2 separate regions of the Callithrix jacchus genome follow, and region 1 is linked to region 2. Evidence: chromatin contacts called from public Hi-C data. All regions are on one chromosome and are shown on one strand. The core of a region is the stretch at or near the end of the contact, and the rest is flanking DNA. Distances in the headings are between cores, read along the strand shown. Region 1 overlaps LOC144577514 (a long non-coding RNA gene). Region 2 has its middle 11 kb from the start of SIX1.

What was found. A called contact is a pair of places that touch in the nucleus more often than the background predicts.
Region 1: a contact with region 2 is called in a Hi-C map of skeletal muscle, with 4 times the contacts expected there. The contact joins two enhancer-like sites. A contact is called at or near these places in 2 of 3 Hi-C or Micro-C datasets (induced pluripotent stem cells and skeletal muscle).

What each region holds. Positions count from the first base shown.
Region 1 is chr8:95,956,590-95,960,148 of calJac240_pri, reverse strand. The region is part of intron 1 of LOC144577514 (a long non-coding RNA gene); the gene reads right to left. LOC103795787 (a long non-coding RNA gene) reads left to right here. Exons shown (of 3, transcript XR_623412.5): 2 at 690-865; 3 at 1,372-3,156. Among named protein-coding and RNA genes, the nearest start is that of TMEM30B, 29 kb to the left of the region's middle. Within about 2 kb of position 1,413, at least 1 of the 16 cell types and tissues checked has an H3K27ac peak or open chromatin away from gene starts, as enhancers often do. A contact at or near this core is called in skeletal muscle, where this site is marked.
Region 2 is chr8:95,370,205-95,373,908 of calJac240_pri, reverse strand. No RefSeq gene overlaps it. Among named protein-coding and RNA genes, the nearest start is that of SIX1, 11 kb to the left of the region's middle. Within about 2 kb of position 1,863, at least 2 of the 16 cell types and tissues checked have an H3K27ac peak or open chromatin away from gene starts, as enhancers often do. A contact at or near this core is called in skeletal muscle, where this site is marked.

The sequences.
Region 1 (3,559 bases), core at 164-2,663, 590 kb before region 2:
GGCATTATATGAGAGGCAGAGAGTTGAACCACCAAGCTCTGCCTTTGCCGTGCCCTGAAACACGGTGTGTACAGAGGACACTGCAAAGCTGAGCATATTTTAATGCATCAGGGTATATGCTGCGTGCAGGGGAACTTTTTTCAAAAGCACTCGCACTCTTCCCACCCCCCACCCCAATTAAGGACCTAAAAATTCTGAATATATGCAGCCGAGGGGAAAAGTTCGGCAAGGTGTGTCAAGTTTTCTCTGAATGTTTTTGACCCCTGCTGACCTATCTCAAACATATATCCTTTCCAGGAGTTCTGAAAACTCAGTCTTGAAGTCCATCCTATGATTTCGGGTCTATGAGAATCATGTCTCACATATCCCTGCCTGTGCACAGATAACGTGGAACACTGGCAGGCAATTAGATAGAAAAGAAGCAGTTTGGCTGTTAGGCTGTGAAGCTGCTCTTAGAACCTGTGTGCAGAACATATGGAGCTCTTACAAAATTGCTCAACATAAGTAGCAAAGTGCTGTAGAAATGGCACCGTCCGCAAACGATGTTTCTCAAAACCTAAAAAAACATATCTTATGGGGTTGGTTTTCAATCTCAAGAGTTTAAAAGGTGATTCTGAAACAAAAACAATTTTTCTTCTCTTCCAGAAGCACCACTGTAAAACAAAAAAAGTGTATTCTGTTTTTCTTAGTGCAGAGCCGTGCTTGTTTGCCGTCATTCATCCAGCAGAGGTCTCTCTTGCCCACCATATGCTTGTGTGTGTGTATTCAGTACCAGGGGCGGGACTATGAGGCTGCAGAATGAAGAAATACGGACAAAGACTTCAGGCCTGAGGGACTAAGGAGAGAAGAATCTGTGGCTTCGGAGGTAGGATTGCAATGTTTGAGAAATGTAGACTTTAATAATGACTGTGTATGGACAGTAGGCTTCAAGTCTGTACTTTAAACTTCTTAAATTTGAATACATCGGTCACTTCTTATTGCAAAATTATTAGTTTTACTTGTGCTGTTAAACTTGCATATACGACGTGTCTCCTTTCTTTGTGTCATTATCAAACTGGGCAAATAGGGAAAGGGGAAGTCACATTGCCTCTGTTTCCATTTGTCCAGGCCACTCTCAGCCAGATATCTCATCCTAGAGTTGAGCTTGGCCTCAGTGAGTGCTCTGACCTTGGCAGAGCAATGGTGGCCTAACCCTTGGTGCATCTCAAGTGATTGTCCACTAGGGGTGGAAGTTAGTCCTTAACTTTAGCAGCTTCCTCTGTCAGAAACTCAGAGTAAGTTCACGTGGGTATTGGGACCAGATCTCAAATCTGTGAATGCATGGGCAAGGTGTGCTGGGGAAAGTCACTGTCTTCCTTCCTCCCCACATAGCAGGGCCTTCTCCTGAAGCCACAGGACAGACCAAGGAGGAATCATGCTGCCCCATGGCCAACTTCTGATATAACACCAAAGAAGGCAGGTGTGGGTTTTCCATACTGAGGAAGGCAATCTGGTGAAGATGAAGCTGCATCAAAAAAGACACATTAAAAATAAGACCCTCATACACTGTTGGTGGGAATGTTAACTAGTACAATCACTACAGAGAATGGTTTAGAAGTTCCTCAAAAAACTAAAAATAGAGCTACCATCTGGTCCAGCAATCCCACTGCTGGGTATGTACCGAAAAGAAAGAAAATCAGTATAACAATTCTGCATGATCTGCACATGTACCCCAGAACTTAAAATATAATTAAAAAAAAAAAGAAAGGAAATCAGTATATCAAAGAGATATCTGCACTCCCAGGTTGTTGCAGACCATTCACAATAGCCAAGATTTGAAGGCAAACTATGTGTCCATCAACAGATGAAAGGATAAAGAAAACATGGCATATATACTCAATGGAGTACTATTCAACCATAAGAAAGAATGGGATCCTATCATTTGCAACAACATGAATGGAACTGGAGATCATTATGTTAAGTGAAATATGCCAGGCACAGAGAGACAAACTTCCTATGATCTCTCTTATTTGTGGGAGCTAAAGATCAAAACAATTGAACTCATGGAGATAGAGAGTAGGAGGATGGTGACCAGAGGCTGGGAAGGGTAGCGGAAGGTAAGTGGGATGGTTAATGGGTAAAAAAAATAATTAGAAAGATTGAATAAGACCTAGTACTTGATAGCACAACAGGGTGACTATAGTCAGTCACAATTTAATGTACATTTAAAAATCACTAAAAGAGTCTAACTGGATTGTTTATAACACAAAGGATAAATGCTTGAGGGGATGGATACCCATTTTCCATGACGTGATTATTATGCATTGCATGCCTGTATCAAAGTATCTCATGTAACCCATAAATGTATACATCTATTATGTATGCACAAAAATAGATATACCTATTATGCACTCACAATAATTTAAAAAATAAAACAACCCTTTTTGACTACTCTAAACCTCTCAGCGGCTGAACACTGATATTTAAATTAAATATTTAAAAGATCCACTTTCACTCTGCTTCCTTTCTATCTTTTAAAAAATATATTAGCCTTTTTAAAATGATTTTATTTTTTGGAGAAGTTTTAGGTTTACAGCAAAACTGAGCAGAAAGTATAGAGAGTTCCCATATACCTTCTGCCCCACATGCATACAGACTCTCTCACTATCAACATCCCCACCAGAGTGGTACATTTGTTACAACTGATGAACGCACACTGGTACCCGAGGTCCGTAGTTCACCTTAGGTTTCTCTCTCAGTGTCCATACATTCTATGGGTTTGGACAAATTGTATAATGACATGTCTCTACCATTGCAGTATCATACAGAGTAGTTTCACTGCCCTAAAAATCCTGGGTTGTCCACCTATCCATTCCCTCTTCCCCCTAACCTTTGTCAACCACTGATCTTTTTACTGTCTCCATAGTTTTGCCTTTTCCAGAATGTCATACGGCTGGAATTATACAGCATGTAGCCTATTCAGATTGGTTTCTTTCACTCAGTAAAATGCATTTAAGTTTCCTGTGCATCTTTTCATGGCTTAATAGCTCATTTCTTTTTATTCCTAGATAATTTTCCATTGTCTGAATGTACTATGGTTTATTTATCTATTCACCTACTGAAGGGCATCTTCATTGTTCCAAGTTCTGGCAATTATGAATAAAGTTGCTATCAACATTCATGTGCAGATTGATTGATTGATTGATTGATTTGAGACTGAGTCTCACTTTATCGCCCAGGCTAGAGTTTGGCTCACTGCAACCTCTGCCTCCCAAGTTCGAGTGATTCTCATGCCTCAGTCTCCCCAGTAGCTGGGATTACAGGCACCCACCAGCAAGCCCAGCTAATTTTTTTATTTTTTATTTTTAGTAGAGATGGGGTTTCACCATGTTGGCCAGGCGGGTCTTGAAGTCCAGACCTCAAATGACCTGCCTTTCTCGGCCTCCTAAAGTGCTGGGATTACAGGTGTGAGCCACCGCACCCAGAGGTACACATTTTTTTGTGGACATAAGTTTTCAACACATTTGGGTAAATTGCCATTGGTGGGCCGGGAGCAGTGGCTCACGCGTGTAATCCCAAC
Region 2 (3,704 bases), core at 614-3,113:
GGTGGAATTCTTGTAGAGAAAACGCACATTTATGAGGGTGAGATGACTGTCTCTAATACATTGCAAAAGATAATTTTACCTTTAAATCAAGGAGGTAGTTACAAGGAAGACAGCATTAGCTCTGTATTTATTTAAAATACCGTGGAGATCAAAGTAGGTAACAAGCTTTTTAAAAAATTAAGCTTGATAGAAGATCAACATGCCTTAGTATCTATGAAGTCAAAAGAACATTTAAACAATTGAAGCTTTGTCTTTCTTCAGATATGTGTGGTGAATATTTTCTATGCATTGCTGATGTTATATAAACATAACATGCTTCCTCCTAAAGTCAAGTTCTTGATTTTAATTGAAGAATAATATTGCTCAGGGCTCTACCTCTGAGTACAAATAGCTAATCTAAGAAAATCAGTCCTGGGAATCTGGAACCAATGGCTATTTTCAAAATAAACAGACAAAATCTTCATAAAGAAGTCCAGGAGGATTATTTTACATACAGTATATCTCCTGATTTCTCTCTCTCTCTCTCTCACACACACACACACACACACTCACTCACAACTTTTATGGAAGAACTAAAAGGCAGAATGACAATACTGGCCCCTTACCATATTTCTACTTTCAAAAAAAATCAGTCTGAAGATTCTTCAAACAAAATCAGGTTGAAGATTCCCAAGCTGTTGTGCCTAACTTTTCCAGTATCAATATATCTTAGAAGCAAGTCCAGATGCATTTCCTCTTTTTCTTTCTTTAGTTTTATTTTCTAGAGAAGGGAAAGAGAGTAAAAAAGGGGAAAATAGAACTAAATAGAAAATAAAGATAGAATTTGAAATTTGTGTTGTAATGTTTAATAAGTGGCCATTAAACAGTATCTACAAAAACAAAGAACACCAGTATGCTGAACTTTCTGTCTTAGTTCAGCTAAGGCAAGAAGTAATTTTTAAAAAAAGTGTTAGGATTTTGTTAGAATTAAGTTAGAATTGAAATGAATAGGGAGATTTCAAACGCATTTGGATTTTTCAATACAGAAGGCAACATGGATGCTCAATATGATTGACTTAGGGAAGAGTTTGGGGAAGCAAAACACTAATTTACAGAAATTTCTTAGAAACTTCTGTTGGAGTAGAGATTTTTCTGTTTTAGTAGGATCAATCCCAACTGCATTGACACCCAGTCAAGAAGGAGATGTTGAAATCTGCATGAGTTCAGGGACCACAACTGGGGCTCCATCCAGTGGATAGGACGAGGTAACATGAGGATGCTTCATTCTCTACCAGTTTCCCCAAGTTCTAAGTCCTACTGAGATGAGAACCCACAAACTAAGAAATTGCAAGGTGGAGCGGATGTAAGATGTTCCTTTCAACTTTCATTTCATCATTTGGTGTGAAACGTGTGTTGAGTTTTCTAAAAACGTATTTTTAGTTCCCCTGGGTGACAAGAAAGAGTTAATTTGTTTGCTGATAGGTTTCGCGCTGTGGGCAGGTCTGCCAAAAAAGAGAGGAAACAGAGAGCAGCCCTATGATTAATTCTACCTGTTTTTCCCATGAGCGATCACCTGCTCCAGGGGTCATGAATAGCAGGTAGCTCTCCCTCTCCTGGGCTCTGAGAGCTTCGTTTGTTTGGTGACAGCTGAGTGACAAGGCCTGAAACTCGAGCCCATCGCCCGGCCTGATGTGGGGATAAAAACCCTGGATGTTCCCTCAAACATTTCAGGAAATGAAAGTTGTAACGCGATCCCTCCTGCGCCCACATCTCCCCCAGCAAACACAAAAGCTCAAAGGAGCCTTCTCGGATTGAATTCGGCCTGGAGTTGATGGAGGGAAAGCGGAGCCCTGCGCAGGCTGGGGGGAGGGCTGGGGCCGCGGCTGGCAGGCTTTCGGAGCCCGGGAAGGAGGAGGAAGAAAGCGGGGAGAGAGCCGGGCGCGTAGGCCTGGGCGCCCCTTGGGGCCAGCTTCGCTGCCACGCCCCCGGCGCCCTGCTCCTCCAGACAGCGTGGGCAGCTGCCATCGCCACGGTTAAATCATTTCTTTAGGGTCAACCCGGAGTGGATAGGAGAACCCGCTGCCTCCGGCCCTGTGCCGACCCCTGCAGACTAGCGCGGCCTCTGCTCTAAGGGCTTGGGCCGCAGGGCCTCGAGGCAGTGAGGGCCCAGAGTACCCCCAAGGGCCGACGCGCAGGCCCAGCACAGCCGTTGCAGCCCCTGCTTACTCGCGTGGAGGTGCCAGGACCCGAGGCCAGCTCTTAGGCCGAGGCATCCTTCCGATCAGGCCCCGCGGGCTGGATCAGGATGACTGCGCCCAGCTCTGGCGTCCACAGCTGCTGGGATCCTGAGGCCAACCGGCTTGGGCGCGTCGGCCTCACTCAGCGCTCTCGCGCTCGGCGGCCCCCATCAGTCAGCAGCTTCCCTCTCTGCCTGGGAGCCTTGCCGGCACTGGGGGGTGGGGATGGGGGAAGCTCCCAGCGGGTGGCTGAAGGTGGGGTGGGGGTGAGGGTCAAGGGAGTAGGGGAGATGAGAAACTGGAGCTCTGACTCCCAAGCGGCCATCCCTGCGTAAACCGTAGGCGCCTGCCAATCACCACGCCTGGTGCAGGCACAGCCTAGCCGTAGGTAGGAGGAAGTAGACCCAGGGACCCTCGAGGCGAGTTTTTGTCCTTAACCCAAACAGCTGCGACTGGTTTGTTTTGCTACAGAATTTTCTTTTTAATTTCCTCTTGTGTTCAGAAATCTTTCTCAGACATTATCAGCCCCATCTCTCTCCTCAACCTTCACGGATGATTGTTTTATCTTTCTTAAACGTAGAAACACATTGTGGAGAGAATTGATGGGGCGATGTCACAGATGCATCGCTGGCACAAATTGCGTTGGTTTGAGCAAAATTAACTAATCTCTCTGAGCCTTGATTTCCTCATCTGGAAAATAGGAACTGCAATATATACACTGCAAGGGAAGCTTAAAATGAGCTAAAGTTGAATGTAAAGTGTTTAGCACCATAGATGCTTGATGAATGGTAGTTATAACATGCTTGGAACCTCCTTAGACTGCCACAAAGCCGCCTGGGAAAATTCCTGTGATGCTGGTTTCCAGTGAGGGCAGATTATGGCCGTTTCCTCCTTTTGTCTGGATCACGAAAAGAAACGCAAATTATTCTACGGAGACTTAGGGCTTGATTAGCCTTTGGGGGTAGTCAAAGTTGTAATTTATTTCTTGAAGCTTGGAGTCTAGAATCTGGAAGTTTAACTCCAGTAATCTAATTCTGAAATAATATTTAAATCTGTAATGCTTGGATCTTGTTATTGCTATTGCTATTCCTCATGATTTGAACTCTTATGTAAATGCCATTATATATGGTAGAATTCCATTGATAAAAAATAAAACCCACTTAAATGTGACGGAAAATGACAAATTACTTAGAAGGGGAACTAAAGCATTCAGCTGAGTAGAGAATTTAAGGCCCCACCTAAATGTGTCAACATAAGTGTAGAATAAGAAACTACTTTGAAGATTTAATGTCTTGCTGATGTTAACACAGTGCTGGATATAATGGCACCTGATAAATATTTTTGAGTAAATGAATGGGCTGCTGAAATGATGGAGAGTCTTTAGATAGAACACAATTCCCAGAGTTGGAATTTCGCAAGACCCTCCTGGGTACATTTCTTCTCTTGTGACACTCTAATGATCACCAGGAATGAATAGCTCATTTTGAC